Regions from separate parts of the Macaca mulatta genome. Here region 1 is linked to region 2. A link is a contact called in public Hi-C data. All regions are on one chromosome and are shown on one strand. The core of a region is the stretch at or near the end of the contact, and the rest is flanking DNA. Distances in the headings are between cores, read along the strand shown. Region 1 holds the start of HADH (hydroxyacyl-CoA dehydrogenase). Region 2 holds the start of CYP2U1 (cytochrome P450 family 2 subfamily U member 1).

Evidence for each region. A called contact is a pair of places that touch in the nucleus more often than the background predicts.
Region 1: a contact with region 2 is called in a Hi-C map of fetal cortex germinal zone, with 1.7 times the contacts expected there. The contact joins the promoter of HADH here to the promoter of CYP2U1 in region 2. A contact is called at or near these places in 2 of 14 Hi-C or Micro-C datasets (fetal cortex germinal zone and liver).

Annotation. Positions count from the first base shown.
Region 1 is chr5:117,302,755-117,305,454 of T2T-MMU8v2.0, reverse strand. HADH (hydroxyacyl-CoA dehydrogenase) reads right to left here and starts at 1,376. Exons shown (of 8, transcript NM_001261209.1): 1 at 1,144-1,376. The coding sequence starts at 1,275. LOC114678375 (a long non-coding RNA gene) reads left to right here and starts at 1,477. Exons shown (of 2, transcript XR_013417263.1): 1 at 1,477-1,642.
Region 2 is chr5:117,245,243-117,247,942 of T2T-MMU8v2.0, reverse strand. CYP2U1 (cytochrome P450 family 2 subfamily U member 1) reads right to left here and starts at 1,374. Exons shown (of 6, transcript XR_001444917.3): 1 at 795-1,374. The region is part of intron 1 of LOC114678375 (a long non-coding RNA gene); the gene reads left to right.

The DNA of each region.
Region 1 (2,700 bases), core at 127-2,626, 58 kb before region 2:
CTGAAATGGAATAATTAAAAAAGAAAAAAGTACAAGCATTACAGTAACCAGGTAATCAATCACTCGCACAACTGAGCCTGAACCACAGCTCAGCCGAACAACGGAAAAGTCCTGAAGATGTACAACGGGTAAGAGACTTGTTCCGGCTGGGCTCAGAGGCTAACGCCTGTGATCCCAGCACTTCAGGAGGCCAGGCGGGCAAATCACCTGAGGTCAGGGCTTCGAGATCAGCCTGACCCACCAGGTTAAACCCTGTCTCTACTAAAAATATAAAATTAGCCGGGCGGGGCGCCTGTAATCCCAGCTACTAGGGAGGCTGAGGCAGAGAATCGCTTGAACCCGGGAGGCGGAGGTGGCAGTGAGCCGAGATCGCGCCACTGCACTCCAGCCTGGGTTAAAGAGTGAGACTCCACTCAAACACAAAAAAAAAAAAAAAAAAAAAGAAAAAAAAAAAAGAGAGAGAGAGACTTATTCTGCTGCAGAGCCAAAATCGCAAGCTCAGAACTCTGCACAGCCGGCACTGTTTCAAAGGTCAAAACCAGGACCTCAGCAATCTTCCATTAGATGACTTTACCAAGTGTTACAAAAGTCATCACTATTACTAGTCTTTACAACCCAGGAAGCGAAGGAAAGACCGGGGAGAACCGGGAGGCCGTTTAGGAGAGAAAACTACTTTGACAAAGACTGCACAATTACAGAATAAAAATCAAAAATAACTGATAAAATAAAATTAAAACTGATCGATCGCAGTTCACGTCTTTGGCAGCAAACTCCCGTTTGAGCCGAGCAGGAGCAAACGCGTTATGCCTGAACCTTGTGCACATATAATTCTTCTCTCGCACGGCCCGGTTCCAAAATGCATTCACCGCCACTCTCCGCGGAACCTTCAGCGGGCTCTGGGAGCGGCCAGAATTTTCCAAACGAGGAAACTAAGGATCGGCCCAGAACCCTGAATTTTGAGGGGAGTGAGACTTGGGCCCTCACAGGCCCAGAAGCGAGGTATTTCAACTACACCGGGGAGGGGCGGGGTGAAAACTCCCGGGTGTCGGGCTGGCGCAGGCCCCTCGCGGCCGGTCGCGCCAGCGCTTCCACCTCAGGGTGGGCGGCCATGCGCGTGGGCACGCTGCAGAGAGGGCCGCTCACCTGGGCGATGCCGGCGCCCATCAGCCCGCCGCCGATGACCGTCACGTGCTTGACGATTATCTTCTTGGCCGAGGCCGAGGCGGTGGACGAGGAGGACATGGAACGCATGAACTGCCTGGTGACAAAGGCCATGGTGTGGCAGCGGGGGCGACAGCGACGAGACGCGGGCGGAGAAGATGCGCCTGGCGGGTAGCAGCGGAAAGCCAGCCTTTGGGGGTGGGGACCTACGCGGCCCTGCCTCCCGAGCTCCCCTGGCGTCACCGTGACGTCACCAGGCAGCGGGGCGGGGCCTTGAGGCCCGCTCCTCCCATTGGCCTGGGCCGTAAAGTCCCAGCGCTGAGCGGGTATACGTGCGCGGGCTCGTCATGTCAGCAGCCGCAGGCCCGAGTGAGTCCGGGCTTGAGACCTGCTGAGCAGCGGGACCTGGCGCCTGGCGTTCTGGTGTGGGACCGAGAACAGACCCTTCTTCTGAAAAGTCACTGGCCCCTTGTTCAATGAAGTGAGTCGTGCTGACTTTGTAAATGCTATCCTTTGATGACGTGTGCATATCTAGGCTCTGAAGAAATATGTGCTGCTTGGCTGTGTTGGTAACGGACCCAAAATGTGCACCCTTGGTTGATGTCACCAAATAATCAACTCGGGATTATTTTAATCCCGTGAACAGTGATTGTTTCCCCTAAAAAGGAAAGAAATTTAGACTGCAAACACCCAAAACAAATGTCTAGTGACCCATGAGTTCCAATGCAAAAATCAGGCTCAGGGAAGGTAAAGGGAGAGTTGACTTTTAGTTACCCATCTTGACATTGGACGTCTATCAGTGTAGTGAACATGTGGACGGTTTAAGGTCATAGAGCAACCTTTGTGGAATAACCAATACTTTTAGAAAGCATAAGAAAGAAATGTCTTGTCAAATAATGGAAGACTTGATAGCAACTTGGCCAGTCTTCTCACTCAGGTGAATACTTTCTAATTACTGTAACTTAATGATATAGGATTTTTATTAATTTATTTGCTTTATGTTTAAATATTGTTAACAAGAAAAACTTTAAGCAAATTAAGTTTAGCAGAGTTTATCTGAGCGAAGAAACCATGAATCAGGTAGTACCCTGAATCAGTAAAGATTCAGAGAGCTCCAGCCGGTAACAGTGGGCAAGCAGCGTTTATAGACAGATTTTTTTGCAGCCTGTAACGGGCTAAAAGCTCCGCTGCTGTGATTGGCCAAGACTTGGCCACTTGTTAGAAGAACATACTCTCAAGTTACATTGCAGTGTATTTACATATTAAGTATGATTATACTTTGCTAGGTAGGGAGGCAACTTTAGGCCAAATTTAATTTAATAACAGTTTCCTGCTTTGGTTCAGCCTCTCATTTTTAAGAGATTGACCAGAACCTTGTTTTGTCTCAGTATGGAAGTCACAATGTCAAATTAGTTGAGTGATTATACTTTCTTCATGTTGTTATTCTAACTGTAATAACACCATTTGGTGTACAAAGGATGGCTGCATAGAGACATTTAAGACTCTTGAGGGGAAACAACACATCAGGGAGACTGTTAT
Region 2 (2,700 bases), core at 125-2,624:
GAAAAGTGCTTGGGTAAGGGACCTAGTTCTAATAAGGGAGCCTACCCTACTTGGAGAGACTGTGAGAAAAGGCTTCCCCGAGGAAAAGGCATTTAACACCTGACTGATGGATAGGAGTGACTCAGAAAAGAAGTCAGAGACCTAAGCCAGCCAATAAGACAAAGGGGGACGGTAGAGACAGGTTAGATTGGACATTTTATTGCAGCAGATAACACGTTTTCCAACCCGCAAAAATGTCCAATTTAGACTCCCATACGCAGGAATCAGAGGCTATGAACCAGCGCCTGAGATTTGGTAATAGGCTTCTACCGTGTTTTCTGGACTTTTTATCTTATTGGAAAATATCTTAAATTCTTGCATTTGAAACTCACAAGGTAAAAAGAACATCCTTCCCTCTTTCTAACATGGGGGCCAAAGTTTCTCTCCGAGGTCACAGCTGGTGGAAGGGAAGACTACTTTTGGAAAGATGGAACCTGGCTTGCCACCTTGTCCTCCCGCTATCCCTATTATTCTCCCGCAACCTCCGGATGACTTTTCTACTTCTGATCTTGGAGTATGAACAAGTCACGCGTCCGTCACTACTTGATGGGATCTTAAAGGCATCAGGAAGGGGAGGCGCCGCAGCCAGCAACACCTGTTAGTTCAGGATGCAGGTGTGAGGCAGGCTGGGGGCGCGCGGCCGGAAGGGGCACAGGAACTGCAGACCCCGCGCACCTGGAGACTCATCCGCTGCATCCGCATACCCACAGCCCACAGCCCACGCCCCCCGCCCCCCGGCCCCCGCTCCCGCTCACCCTTCTCCTTGGTTACAATGGAGATGAGCGGCACCCGCGGGCGGTCGCTGAAGACCTCGGCCTGCTGCACCAGCGCCTCGCGCACGCTGTGGAAGTCGCTGAGGACCACCACCAGGTAGTGGCCGATAAAGAAGCTGAAGATGCTGCCGTACACACGGGCTAGGTGAGCCAGGAGCACCTGCGGGCCGACGACCGAGGGATCAATCCCTGCGGCCCTGGTCCTGCTGCTCAGCCAGCTCCGCCGCCGGAGGAAGGGAGGCAGCAGCACGTGACCGAAGTTGCCCACCAGGGGCCAGGGCGTGGGCCCGGGCGGGATGCCCCGCGCCCGGCGACGCCGCAGCCAGCTCCAGCCCAGCACCGCTACGAGGCCGCACAACAGCAGCGCGTCCCCACTCGGGTCCATCCGCAGCAGCCCCAGAGGCGCACGCAGGAGGCGCGCGGGCCAGGGCGGGTCCTCGGCGGGGGGCTGCGGCGGCCCCGGAGAGGACATGGTCGGGGCGCTGGCGGCCTCGGGTTCCCCTTGCTGCCTGGAGGAGACGCGCACGCAGCTGCCTGCCCCGCGGCGTCAGTGTCTTGCTGTGCCCTGGAAGGTCGGGGGCGGGCAGGGGCCGTAGAAGCGCGCCCGGATTGGCTGTGCCGCGCGCATTCTCCCCGCCGCCTCCATTCAGTGACGCCGGGGCGGAACCTGGAGACGCGCGGGCTGCCTGGCGGAGGGGGTTGGCGGGCGAGCGGGTGCGGAACCTGAAGTTTGCCCCGAAGTCCCGTTACGCCCCTTTGTTGGGTCGGGTCTGGTGGTGACTGTCCCTGAAACTGGGATGCTGGCAACACAACCTTGCGCTCTGATTGGCTCTTGGATTCGCTTGTGTCATTCGTTTGTGATTATCACTCGTTTGTCAGTTGACAAACGCAAACGCGTAGTTACGAAGTGCAGAAACCGTGCTAGGATCTGTGCTGAGTGCGGGAAACTGGTGAGCAGGCCAGTGAGATAGCTCGGCCTTAGCACCTATACCCTGAGCTGGGAGAATGGGGTCAACGCCATATTCCCGCAGGTTTCGGTGTAGTTCTTTATCCAAACCGGGATTCGCAGCACCCTTTTCTCCACGCAGAGGCAGCAGGATGCTGGGAAGCCATGGAATGCAGAATCTGTGGGTGTCGGCTCGGCAGCCGACGCTGCGGAAGGGATGATGGCGGGAGTGGGGGAAGCGAGGGGTGGGCAGCGAGGCAGGAGTCACGTTCTGAGAACTTGCCCTGGGCTAGAAAACTTCTATGCGGAGAGCGAAAGCTGTGTCCATTCCTGCGTGTGGCCTGGGTGCAGCAGAAAATGTACTTAAATCCAGAAATAGCGAAACCAGAATTTGCTTGGGGGATTTAAGTAGCCAGAAATATAAAAAGAAAACCGGTTGAGGGAAGGGTGGCAATATTATTGGTGTTAGACAACACTTGAAAGGCTAAGGTTGAAATATTGGATATGAATTGTATAATACTTTAAAAACAAAGTCTTACTTTATTTAATCTTCCCAGATAATGGCTTTCCTGATAAGGGCTTCCCTTTCTGTCTTGTTTAGGCCAAATCCTGTAGTTTCTGTTCAAGTTGGGTTGAGCATAGAACTGTCTGTACTGGGCCATTTTTCTAGCCTTTTCATTTTTCTCCATACATGAAAAGTTTGAACACCATGCTGTACCTATAAAAATGTGACCAAATAAAGCATAGTGAATCCTCTAAATAAATACATGATTCATTTTATTTTTCTATAAACAAGTGATGCCAGTAGGATGTTAAATTTCAAGTCCACTCTGTTCTCATATTCTTTTTGACAAGCTTTTCATGTTATTTTAAGCTTATGCACCCCAAACAAAAAAAACCTCCACACCTCTCATCTTCTATAATTAACCACTACTTGTGAGA